Regions from separate parts of the Ovis aries genome. Here region 1 is linked to region 2. The links are chromatin contacts, called in public Hi-C maps. All regions are on one chromosome and are shown on one strand. Each heading gives the region's core, a stretch centred on a gene start, on an enhancer-like site or on the middle of the called end of the contact. The rest is flanking DNA. Distances are from core to core; before and after follow the strand shown.

Region 1 (6,763 bases), core at 2,298-4,797, 44 kb after region 2:
CACCAAGCGACTCCCTCTAGAGTCCACACTGTCCGTCATATATTTGTAAAGAGATCTTAAGAAAGTGCTGTGGTTTCCTTTGTAACTTTCCAACCCATTCCCTGATCTACTCCAGTGTCTCTCCTCTCTTGTTGGCTTCATGTCACAGCCCTGGGCTCTGTACTCCTTGCTTTCCTTGGTGGTACATACACCAAGTGCAGTTAGGCGCCCTTGTTTGGCCATTAGTTGATGGAGGATCCCTTTAGGTCAGCAACCTTTTTGTTGATAAGATGGGTTTCTTACTTCCCTGGGGAGCTGGTAGGAAGGGCCTAGGATGTGTTGCTAGTTAAAACTGGCTCTTGTCCAAGGTCATGCAACTAAAAGAAAGTAGTTGCTTCCCTTCATTGAGACTCAGTTTTCTCATTTTTAAAATGGGCCTACAGATGCTTCCTTTATATGTGCTGATAAGTGTTTCACAACAAACTCTCTGGTGAAGCCACGATTTGTACTGTTTGCCAATCCCAATGGTATAAATACTCTCACCACTTGTTGTTCAGTCACTCAGTTGTATCCAACTCTCACCATGGCTGATTTCAAACTACCAACATAGGATCCTTGAAGGAGGACTTATACAGAGATCAGCTCTAGTGTAAGTTGGTTCCAGTGCACTGTTATTGATTACACCTATCTTAGAGTCCCCAGCCTGTTCCCAACTTCAACCTGTTCATATCTGTATGCAAATACAAGGCTTGCTCCCTAAGTTCCCACAGCATCCAGGAAAGGGAGAGTATCATTTAAGGTCTGCTCCTTGCCTGAAAGTTCTCCCAAGATAGAATGTTTAAGGGGCATAGAACTTGAGAAGATTTTGGTTGAGGCTCTAATTAGAGTATTTTTGATCAATGTTGTTGGGCTGCTGAGGTATTTGTACCAGTTGTTTCCTTCCACCATCTAATTCTTAACTAGATGGGAAGATAGTGCAAGGCTCTGGACAATGGCCTGAGGGTTTGGTCTTTCCAGAAAGCACTCAGCTTACTGTTTGAAATCCCAAAGCCTCTCCTTCCTCTCCTGCCTATAGAGCCTGCTCTGCTGGGTTCTAACCTGAAGGTCCCAACTATGAGGATCTCCGGGCTAGAAAGTATTTTGGAGGATGGGAGATCTGGTTTGACCTCTCATCTCATCTAAATAGCATCTATGCCAGGTGATGTTTCTTTAAACTTCCCAGAGGATAAGACTCACCTGGGACAAAACTACTGCTTTCCAAGCTCCTCCTCTGAAGTGTCTTTTTCAGTAAGCTTGGAGTGGGGTCCAGGAATCTAGATTTTTAAACTAGATTTTAAACTAGTGCCCCAAATGATTCCCAACAGTTAAGTTTGGGAAATACCACATTGCCACTGCACAATCCTCTGCCACATGGGTGTCATTTTGTCCATTTTACAGGTAGGAAGATTGAGAGATCATGGCTTGTTTTTGGCAGAGCTCGATCCTGCCCTCAGGTTTTTAGAGTGCATAGCTATGTTCCTTCTACAAGAGAGGAATTACTTTAGTAGGTAGAGAAATTGCTTTAGTGTGTAGAGAAATTACTTTAGCCCCTGATCTTTTGTGGAGGTAAGCTGCATTTAACTCTGGAGAACCATTCACTAGGCCCACTGGCCTAGATGTCCCTGTAGTTACTGCTATCTACTTGGCTTTGTTTCCCCTTCAATCGAGCATCTGGCTGTCCATATTGACTGTTGACACCAGCCCTTGAGAGGCTGTATTCCATGCCAGAGGTTCGCAAATTTGGCTGGGCCTTAGAATTATATGAAGGTCTTAATTCTGATGCCTGGGTCCTGCTTCTTATATAATAATAAATCATGATCTCTGTGGGTGGGGCCAGGAAATCTGTCTTTGAAATTTTTCCCAATTGATGCTGATTAGCCTATCTACAGACCCAGTTTGTGATTTTTCTGGATACCAGCTGAAGGAGTTTGGATGTTTTGGTGGGTTGTGCTGGAGGGCTGGGAACCTGTGTATATTAATGGGACACAACTAGAGAAAATGGCAAGGCAGAGCATAGGATGAGGAAAGAAGAGCAGGCATCCTTTAAAAAGACAAGGTAGCCTAGGTGCTCTGTTGTATTCTGCCTCACTTCAGGGCTCTGCTTCTTGGGGGGAAATCCCTATCCCTCCCAAGAGAAAAAGCATTTAAAATAATGCAAGGATGTGTGTGTTTCTGCCTGATATGCATGGCTTCAAATTGTCTAACTAACTAGAAATCTAATCATATTTTAGAGTTTCCCCCAAAATCAAAGGGCCCTTAGGCTAGAAGGGCCCTCTGCAGGTCTTCTTGGCAACCCATAGCCCTTCAGTGTAGTCAAACCGGCTTTAAGTTCAAATTATTCTGGAGAGATTAAATATTTGCAATAACATGGCTAAAAGTGGAGGTGCTAGTAATCATCACATTCTACTTATGATATGCCAAGTACTTTCTTGTCTGTTATTTTAACTTAAAATCTCCTAATAACCCTGTTGTGAGGTTGATATTATTAGGTTCATTTTATATATTAGAAAACTGAGTTTTAGAAACAGGAAAGTAAGAGAGACTCTAAAGCATCTTTCAGCTATACCAAGATTTATTTCTCAAAGGACTGAGACCATTATTTCTAGGATAAGGACTCCAGTTTTGTGAGTCCCCTAGATGCCAGGTTTGACTGTTGGCATACCAGCAAGGTTGGCAGGAAGCCAACCGTAGCTTAGCTCTGGGACCAAAAACAGAGCTTTTTTTTTTTTTTTTAAATTGGAGTATAGTTGACTACTATATATCAAAGAGATAACAGTGTGCTAGTTTTAGGTATACAGCAAAGTGAATCATTGATTATTTTCCCATGTAAGTCTTTACAGTGTATTGAGTGCTATACAGTAGGTCCTTATTAGTTATCTATTTTATATATAGCAGTGTGTGTGTGTATGTGTGTGTGTGTGTCTGTGTGTGCACACGTGCACTCAGTTGTGTCTCTTTGCAACCCCATGGACTGTAGCTCGCCAGGCTCTTCTGTCCATAGGATTCTTAAGGGAAGAATACTGGAGTGGGTTGCCATGCCCTCCTCCAAGGGATATTCCTAACCCAGGGATTGAACCCGAATCTCCTGCATCTCCTGCATTGGCTGGTGGATTCTTTACCACTGCGTCACCTGGGAAGCCCATATAAGTAATACATATATATATATATATATATATATATATATATATATATATATATATACACACACACACATACACATATATATATGTTAATTCCAATCTCCCGATTTATCTCTATCCCTTCCTTATAACCATAAATTTGGAAAATAGAGTTTTTTTATTTAGCTGGAAGCCTTCTCTTGCCCCTACATAGTTGACTGATCCTGTCTTCAGCAGTTTTAACACAGGACAGGGCGGAAATCCCATGAGTAATGGATGGAATCCAAGCTGATTCTTAGGTCAGCTCCAGTGCCCTTCAGAGCTGGGATGCTGGAGGTTGCTGTGGTGTGTTTCTGAGCAGAGAGAATAGAGCCCTCTTCTGGTGTTCTGTGTGACTAGTGTCTCCAGGCAGCTGCAAATGGTCTGTGTTTCCAGTCTATAAATACTTCTTGTGAAACTTGTAGGCAGGAAGCTGGGTTAAGCAGGAAACTGATGCTAGTGACTGAAGCCCTGCTGGGTGTGGCCCCAGAGAGAGGCTTAATCCATGTGAGAGACTTATTAATGATAAGCCCTGTTTCCTTTAAATTCAGTGGCTTCAAAGTTTTATGAGAATTGAAGAAACTGTTGTTCTTGGCTACCTGGATATAAATCCATTCCTCAAATTCCCTGCCTCCTTCCCTGCTGTGTCATCTTCACCCTCTATACCTCCCTGCTCTGTCCCCACCTCCAGCTTGGGTCTTGGCTGTACCTGCTGCCAGAGACCTTCCCAATTAGTTGCTATCTAAGTTTTAAGAAGAAATAGGGGACCTTTTAGTTTCCTTCCTTGTGGTTATAAAAGGTTTAGTCTCTCTAGAATGAGTGATGGTGAATGTATCAGAACCTAAAAGTTAGGCTTGCCCTCTGTCATAAACTAGACTTCCATTCAGTGTCTGCTAATAGTTTTTAATGGAAGTAAGCTGGTTCTGCCTTCTCCACATAGTCTTTTCAGCTCAACATCCTGATTTGTCTACTGTTTTTTAAGTGCTAGGGTGTTTCTATTGCTTATTATGGCCAGTGAATCCAGAACAAGGCTTTTAATCCTTGCTTTCACACTGTCCAGCAGCTGTGTGACTCTAGGCCAATGCTTCCCCTTCCTTGGACCTCAGTTTCCTCAGCTGCATATTGTAGAATTTGAATCAAGTGATCTCTGAGGTTCCTTTCAGGTCTGATAGGTGGGGATTCTAGATTATTTATTCTGTTGGAGAATAAGAATGAGAAGTTCAGAAGGGTTTATTCTGAAGGAGCCAGATGAGGTTCTAGGATGAGTAGATTGAAATCTTGAGGAAATTTGAAGAGGAATGGCCATGCTAAGGAGCTTATAGGGCAGAACCCTGTGCCTAGGAGGAGAGATGAGTTAGGGTAGAGGGTAGGGGAATGGGTGGTGTTTGCTCCTGGGGTATGGTTTGGCTGAGCTGATTTTGAAAATAAGTCCTGGAGTTAGGTATAAATGGTGAGGAGCTAGTTTCCTTCCAGACCTTAATGTGTTGAGAGGCAGAGGGGGACTCTACCTCAGTCTCAGGTTAAGCAAAAGGCTGTGCAATTAAGGCTGGATTAATGGGAAAGCTGTAGCTTGCTAAGGTTTCTGATTGTTTATCTCCTTTTTACCTTTGGTCTCTGTCCTGAGCTCTCCTCACATAGCGACAATGTAATTATGTCCTCATTGTTAACAAAGGTTAGTTTTGTTTGAGGTTGCTGTCCCAAATATAACTGGGCAAGTAATACCCAGGCTCCAATATGCCCTTGTCTCCCAGTTGAAGTGATTCTTAGGGAAGGCGACTGATCAAAGCAAGTTAAAAGGAACCATTGTCTTCCGTGCCCTTTGCAGCAGTTAGAGTAACTAAAGAATTACTGCTGACCCACTAAAGGTATGAGTGTGTATGGGGTCCAGGTGGTCTCCTTTCTAGAACCTACTGGGGAAAAGCATGGCATAGGAAGGGTTAACCGTAGGCAGGTCTTGTTGTCTGTTTTAAGTAAGGGTCTGGCAATGGGCAAGAAGAGGTCAGAACAGATAACTGTACCAGGTCCCACTTCCAAGTCCACGGGAAGGGGCTGAGTTGCTGGGAAGTGAGTGAGTCAGTGGAGAAGGAGGAGGGGAAGGGAGAGGGGGAGAATGCCTCCTAGGCTAGAGATTAAAAGCAACCCTTGTTTTACCCCTTATGGAAAACAGCTGCTTGAGTCAGTGCTGTCATCTCAAGAGCCAAGACAGACCAGGCCCTGCCCTGCTTTAGCGATAGTTCTGGCAGCAGGAAATGGAGGATGCTAGAGCCTAAATAATGGGGAAAGGCAGTTTGAGTGACAATGTAGTTAGGGACTGCCCTCTGTCCAAGGAAGAGACTGAAGTTCTGGGGTTGCCCTAGTAGGGCTCATCCTACCTCTGGCCACCCTTATGCACTTACCTTTGCCTTCTCCATAGCAGCAATGCCACTGAAAGCCCAGAGGACTTGGGCCTTTGAAGAATGGGGAGGTGGAAGGTGAGAGGTGAGGTCATTGAGCTCAGACCCAATTGGGCTGACTCACAAGCTCTGTCCTGGCAAGGGGGCCTTCCCAAGTAATGCTTCACAGATATGCCCAGGTTCCCTTATACCGGAGTGTTTGGGCCTTAGCCAAAATAGTTGCCAAGGCATTGTCTGAAGTCAGCAGTGAAATCAGCATGACCAGAGAGGTAGGTGGAGTCAAGGATGGTGCTCTGGAATGTCCAGAAGGCCTGTCTTCACCACTTGCTGGCTGAGTAAGTGTGGTTTTAGTGATGTTAAGTGAGACTGTGAGTGAAGGAGCTTGGCGCATTGTTGTTAACATAATTTGTTCATTTCCGTCTTTATGTTACCTGCCTCTTTGCTCATCAGTTTCCTTATTCATGATGTGGAGTTGGTAATGCCAGTTCCTTCTGGCATACAGGTCCATTGTTCAGACAAGTCAGTTGTGATTATTTGACTCTGTCTCTGCTTTGTCCTCTGTGTGTCTGCATGCTCAGTTGTGTCTTGACTCATTGTGACCCCATGGACTGTAGCCCACCAGGCTCCATTGTCCATGGAATTTTCCAGGCAAGAATATTGGAGTGGGTTGCCATTTCCTCCTTAAGGCGATCTTCCCGACCCAGGAATTGAATCCACATCTGTTGCATCTCCTGCATTGGCAGGCGGATTCTTTACCACTGTGCCACCTGGGAAGCCATCCTCCAAATTCCTCTCTGGTAAAGAGCCTGTTATTGTAGTTCAGTAACATGGAGCAAATGAGAGGAAACTTTGTCCCGATCTACTCTCTGTGGCCCAGCTACTGCTCATCTGGGTACTCTTGGCCCTAGGAAATGAGAGAGTTCCTTATTTGAAGTTGGCCAGGTCTAGAGGGCAAAGTTCCCCAGCTGTTGCTGTCAAGGCAGAGGTAGGTAGTTATTTTCTTTTTTAGGCCAGCCAACTGGGGACATAGGAGAGATCCAGTTTTTTGAGGGCTTTGGATGACAGACTACTGAGATGGGCTATAGACCAATGAAGGGCTTGCTTGGGAATTGTCTGTATTCAATTTTTCAATAAATAACAGTGGATTTATTGTTCTTGGGCTAGGGGTCGGTGGGCTAGTGTATATAAGTGACA
Region 2 (6,183 bases), core at 2,603-5,102:
GCTACTGGGGACAGGGCTGAGAGCTAGTGACTCCACTGGGAGACTGGGAAACCCTCTCTGCAGGGCTAATTTCATATTCTAAGATGGCACTGGCTCAAATTGAATTGATATTGGTTGGCTGGCGGGGGGGAAGCTCTCAAAAAATTTCCAGCCTTACTACTAAGAAGCAGAGCCAGAGAGAAATTTTTTTCCCTCTCATTGTGGTCCATTAGTATGATTAATAATAAATATTCAACCCAAACTTACGTTTTTCTTTCCAAGAAGTAGGTAGAAGATGGTTTAAAAGCAAGATTTCTCTACTGCTCAGTTTCTACTCTCAGCCATATTATAGCAAGAAGACTTCTTCCCTTTGGGGAGATAAGAGTATATTTTTCTGTTATTTTCTTGTTTGTGTAAAGGGCACAGCTAGACCAATGCTTGGGCTGCTGATCCAAGGGAATTAAGAGAGAGAGAAGGACTTGGAGTGTGTAGCCTCAAGCTTATGTTTGTCCTCATCTCTCTGATACATATCTCTTCTATGAATGAAGGAGAAGAACAACTCAGAGGCTCAATTAATTCCTTAACCAAGCATCAGCCAAGAGCAATTGTGCAGAGTTAAGCTGAAGAAATCAAATTTAGATGTAAAGAAGGACTTTCTAACAGTGATGAAAATGAAAAGCAGCCCTCTGAGTGATGGGAAACTTTCAACTGTTTACCATCCAATGGACTGGGTGGAGGAGGGGGAGGGCTTTTTTTATTCAAAGTACTCCTGGCATTCAAGACTACTCCCTACCTACTTACTCTCTGATATTGCTTGTCCTGCACTATTGTGTCCTCTGAAAGAGGAATGCAATTTAGAATGCAGGAGCTTGTTTACTGCAGTGAGCTTATATCTTGAGTGGGAGGTGATTACAAGTTCAATCTCATTTCTCTCTTGAGCTTGACATAGGCTTTCACATAAATCAGCCTTATGCAGTTCCTGCTTGCTGTTTCTTAACTCTCACATTCAGAGTTTGCTGCAGCTCTGGAACGTCCTAGCCCCTTAGGAATCCTGAGCCTTTCCACTAGACTCCATGTATGGACCTAGAGCTCAGGTCAAATTTCTCCTTTTGTATCTCCTACTCCTGATTCAGACACCTCCACCCTAGCTTCATTGGACTCCACTTTGAGAATGTCCCTGTACTGCCTCTCATCTAGTTTTACTGCTTGAAAAAAAATTGCCTGTTCCTCCTTGAACTTTGAATTTAGTTCTTCTAAATACCCAGGTGTCTTCATACCTCTTATTTCCCTTACCCAGCCAACATATGAGGGGATGTTTAGCCCTTATTTTTACGTCTTCTCTCTACAAACACTGGAATAAACCTCATCATATCTGAATCTAATTGTTGAGATTACTTTGGCCCCAAGAAGACTGAAGTAACTCAATTCACATGGGATCATGGTCGGGTGCAGGGTAGGTGGGAGGGTTCGGAAGTTCTGGCCATACAGGTATGACATATTTTACAAAGAGGTAAAAACAAAGGTGTGTTTCAATGGCCATCCTGAAGAACAAGAGAGCACCTCAGCTTCCTCTGCTCTGCTTTGGAGACATGGAGATATCAAATATAGGTCCCTCCTAGCCAGGACGTTTCAAGTTTAACCTTCAAACAATGTTCAGTCGCTTGACCTGTAATCACCATACCAAGCTTCTGTCTGATAAAGTAGGGGTGACACTACTCTTCTGGTTCTAGTCTTCAAAAATTCTTGCTTGTATTATGGAAACAGCTTAACTGAGTTCTTTGTCTTCTCTATTACTTCTGAATCCATTCTCCACACTGGTTGCCGGATCTTGAGTAAGTTCTTTCCTCTTTTGGATCCTCAGTTCCCTTGACCTGAATGAGGTCTAGACTAAACACTCACTGATAGCCTATGTTTTCCTCCCATTCCCCACCCTTCTCCTCCCCAGGGGGCCAACCACCTCCTCCTCTCTCAGCCTCTCTTTCCATCAATCTCCTTAACGTCTGAACCCTTTGACTTCCTTCCCCTCACTTGAACTCCTGAGTCTCTTTTCCCTTTTAATACTGTGTTCAGATGCTTGACATTCCCTAACCAGTCTGTGTGTGTGTGTGTGTGTGTGTGTGTGTGTGTGTGTGTGTGTGTGTGTGTGTGTTTGGGGCATGGCATGTGGGGAATGACACACAGGGACTTTCCACTTTCCAGGATGGATAATGAAAGTTGGAGTTTCCAATCAACTTCCCCTCCCCTTTTAAGCACATAGCCTAGTTCTAGGCCCTTGTAGGCTCTAGAATATGAATGCAGGAATCAGTGAGTTCCTTGAACTCCTGGAGGAAAAGGGCCACTGCAATGTCAAGGAACATGATTGATGTCGTTGCTACCCATGCTGCTGAGGCTTTCTGGGGTGTGCTGTTCTTCCTTGGGTCAACTGCTCAGCTCCAGAAAATGGTTTGGGCAGGGAACTTTGCTTACCCTAACACTTATCAATGAATCTTGACAGCAGTGGGAGAAGCTGAGGCACATTGACACATGGACCCCGTTGAGCTAGGAAAGCAGAGGAGTACAGAATAGGACTGCTGACTCCTGAGAGAAAATGCAAAGCCAGTCCTTATGAAACACTGCTAGACTCATCCATTGTCCTAGGAAATTTACTTCCTTTCTTATCCTTTTATAACGTCAGACTGGGAAAGGACCTTGGAAGCCCAAGAGTTCAGCCCTTTCTTATTACAGAAGGGGAACCTCAAGCCCAAAGAGGGGACAGGGCTTATCCAAGGCTACATAGTGGTCAGAGGGGGAGTTAATGGCAAAGCTATGACTAAAATCCAGATGTCGTGACCATCCCTCCCAAATATCTTTTTCACTGCCCCAAACTGGCTCATCATCCCTGAGGTATACATTGCCCTACCTCACAAAAAATACTCAGACCATGCCTCCACACAGTTACCAGTGGATACGAGAAAGGATAGCTATGGCCCATCACTTTCAAACTAAAGCTCAGACTTAACTAGATGACTGCTACAGTTTAGAACACCTCTATGCTGGGATTCTGTGACCTTGACAAGAAGCAGGAAGGGTTCTGGCAGACGTATCTTAAAGGAATGGACTAGGGTGTATCTAACCTGGCGGAATTACCAGAAAGTGAATCACATATCAGTAAATATGTTGCAGTGGGACTACAGGATCAGGATTTCAAAAAGTTGGAGACTGGTATTTGAAGGAAGGAAAGTGAATAGAGGACAGATATAGGAAAAAGGAGTCCATTTTTGATAAAAAATGAGGATTGAGCAAGGATGGGGACAAACTATGATGGGAAAAGTCATACAGAATTCTGCAGAAGAGAACTGATGAAGCGTTGGAGAACCTGAGGCTGGTTAGCCAAGAGAAGAGAAGTTTCAGGCGAACATGAGATCTTCAGATCTCTGAGTTGTTTGGCAGAGTAGTAGATTTGTGTGGCCTCAGTTGAGATCCATAGGTGGAACCACAGAAGAGTTCAGATACACGCAGGAAGAACTTTCGGAGAGTCAGAGCCCTTTTGACAGGTAGTGAACTCCCATTAGTGTAAAGTTGTAGTCAGGGCTGTAAGCCTCTTTCCAGGGTGCGGCCTAGGGCCCAGCCCTACTTGGGAGGTGGCGCCGGATGGCCCGGATGCGAAGGGCCAAGGTCTGTGAAGGGAGTGAGAGAGGAGGCAGGCAGGCCTGGGTGAGGGCTGGGATCGCCCACTGAGGCGCCCAGGCCCAGCCAGGCCCCCAAGTAGCTGGTGTGGCCGGGCAGGGCTGGTTTGGGCGGGGCGAGGCTGGCGGCCGGCTAGAAGGCGGGCGCGAGGGCGGGGAGCGGCGCGGAAGCCCGGCCACATAAAGGAGCGGGCGGTACGACAGGGGCGGCTCTTTCCTGGGTGGGGTTTGTGAAGTCGTGGCCCGTTAGCAGGAAGCCGAGCAGTCGTCCCGACGCTAGAGAGAGACCCAATCCGAGCCCCCGGTCCCCGGAGTCAGCCGTGTGTACTGCGTGCTCAGCGCCGTCCGACAGCTCCTGGCCAAACTTCGCCAACTCTGCTCCCTTTGTCGCCACCATGCCCAAAACGGTGAGTGTCTGGGGTGGGCGCTGCCGGCGCTGGGGGCTCTTGCTGACCCTCGTAGCGCTTTGCCGATGGCCGGGGTCTTGGCCAGCCACGCGTCGGGTCGCGCTGCCGCGCCCTCGGCCGAGGCCTGGAGCAGGGAGGACGAGGGGCGGAGTCCAGTTCTGGCGCGTCCTGGAGTGTAGAGGGGTCCCGGGGTAGAAGTGTGGGTCGGGCGGGGCCGGCCTCTTTCTCAGATTCTAGTTCCTTGTGTCTGGAATGCCATAGTAAGGAAGATTTCCTTAAGGGCCCAAGGTCTCTTTTTACCCCCGAAGGGCCCTGGGCGCAGGGTAGAGAATTCTCATCCGGAGGAAAACAGTTACCTCAGTCCAGGAATTGGCGCTTTTATGGGGCCAGGCTGCCTCAGACCAGGATGGGCCATGGGAACCGAGAAGCAAGTAGAAGGGTGGGAGCTGCTCAGGGCGGATCCCGCACCCCCACTCACCTTTCCCACAGCCTCCCCAGGAAGCTTCAGCTGTTTCCCACTAGAAGAGGAGAGTTGTGGACAGACTCATCGAGGCCACTTACTCTTGCCCAGGAGCGCTAACACTTCACTAGACACCAGTCTGAAAGGAGGGAAGAAGACTTTGAGGAGAAGACTGGTTTTTTCCTTCTCTTCACTCGCCAAATCCCTGCCTTTCCCATTACTCACTGGCTATTTCCTCCTGTCTACTCCAGACTGTTCTGTGAGGTGTGGACTCTTCTGTGGGGCCACACCTTTCTCGAGTGGTGGTAGCTTCTAGGATCTGGTCTCCACCCCACTGTTTTGAGAAGAGAAGAAGCCTCCTGGGAGTGGGGCCTAGGGGGGCCGGATGCCCAGGAGGGAGGGGGGAGGGATGTGCCTGAATAATGAGCCCTGCTTGCTTTTGTGCAAGTCATGCCAAATGGCTGCCGAGGCCCTTCCCTTGCTCTGGAAGGCTGGGTGACCACCCTGGCTTGAATCTCTTAGGCCAAGCAGCTTGTTGCACTGGCTTAGGCTATGCAGTTCTGCCAGACCCTTCTTCTGAGGACAGCCTGAGCCTTGTAGAACTGAGATAGTGACTAGCAGTGGTGGGGAGGACTGAGGGTCCCTAAAAGAAATGGCTGGGGGACAGTACTTTGGGTGTGTGCTGAGCTTTGGTTGCCACGTTGCTGTGTTCCAGCCTCACTGCCAAGTGATTCTTTCCTTTCCAGAACCCTGTCCTTCAGAAACAGCAAGTTTTCAACAAGTGTATACTCCCACCATCTTCATCTTTTCATTGTTCATGGTTTTATGAGATGGGGCTTTTCCACACACTCCCCACTCCCATCCCACATACACACAAAGTGAGAGAGAATGGTTTTGAAAAAAGAGGGAGTGGGGGAACAGTCTCTGCCTTACAGAGGATTATAAAATTCCTTCCAGGACCCTCTCTTTGGTTTTATCTCTGTGGTTGACTCCCTGGCTCTTCTTCAGGTGTGTCTTTGCCTAAATAGGTGTGTGGATCTCTGGGAATTGACTGTGCCCTGCAACACATGTGGTATCTCTCATCCTCAGTTCTGAAATATCTATTATTTAAATGCAACTTTAATGGGCCTGAAAATGGTTTCAGAGTTTTCTAAACCACCATATCTCAGTGAAAAGTGGCAAAGAAGACAGCATGGTGATCTTCTTCCTGTTGTGGAGAGAGACTGGAGTATGGGCTGTTGGAGGTCAGGCCTAGGGTAGTGAAAGTATTTTTATGCAGACTGACTGAATCATGCTGGAAGGAGAGGGCTAAATTTTGATAGACTGGAAGCTTTGGAGAATTTCCCATGCTTTTTGCTTCAAAGAAAGTTTAACTTAGGAGAAACAACTGTATTATGCCTGTTAAGACCATGGAATCTTAACCTGAAAGGACTTTACACACTATCTAGTAGGTCTCTCTCTCAACTAATGAGGATATTTAGGCCTAACAGGAAAGGACCTACCACCTAAGGGCACATGATGACAGAATCAAGATTGGGGTCCATGCTTCTTGATGCTCATCCCATTGACCCTCTATTCTCACTTACTGAAGTATTATTGAAGTTGAGCCCCTTCTCTTGCTCAAAGCAAATTTTGAGGACTTTATTTTCAGGACTCTCTGGTCCTTAGATAA

What was found. A called contact is a pair of places that touch in the nucleus more often than the background predicts.
Region 1: a contact with region 2 is called in a Hi-C map of blood, with 1.9 times the contacts expected there. The contact joins the enhancer-like site here to the promoter of MSN in region 2. A contact is called at or near these places in 5 of 16 Hi-C or Micro-C datasets (blood, skin fibroblasts and tail adipose tissue).

What each region holds. Positions count from the first base shown.
Region 1 is chrX:48,011,919-48,018,681 of ARS-UI_Ramb_v3.0, forward strand. The region is part of intron 1 of MSN (moesin); the gene reads left to right. Among named protein-coding and RNA genes, the nearest start is that of MSN, 44 kb to the left of the region's middle. Within about 2 kb of position 3,548, at least 12 of the 54 cell types and tissues checked have an H3K27ac peak or open chromatin away from gene starts, as enhancers often do.
Region 2 is chrX:47,967,168-47,973,350 of ARS-UI_Ramb_v3.0, forward strand. MSN (moesin) reads left to right here and starts at 3,853. Exons shown (of 13, transcript XM_012106591.4): 1 at 3,853-4,051. The coding sequence starts at 4,040.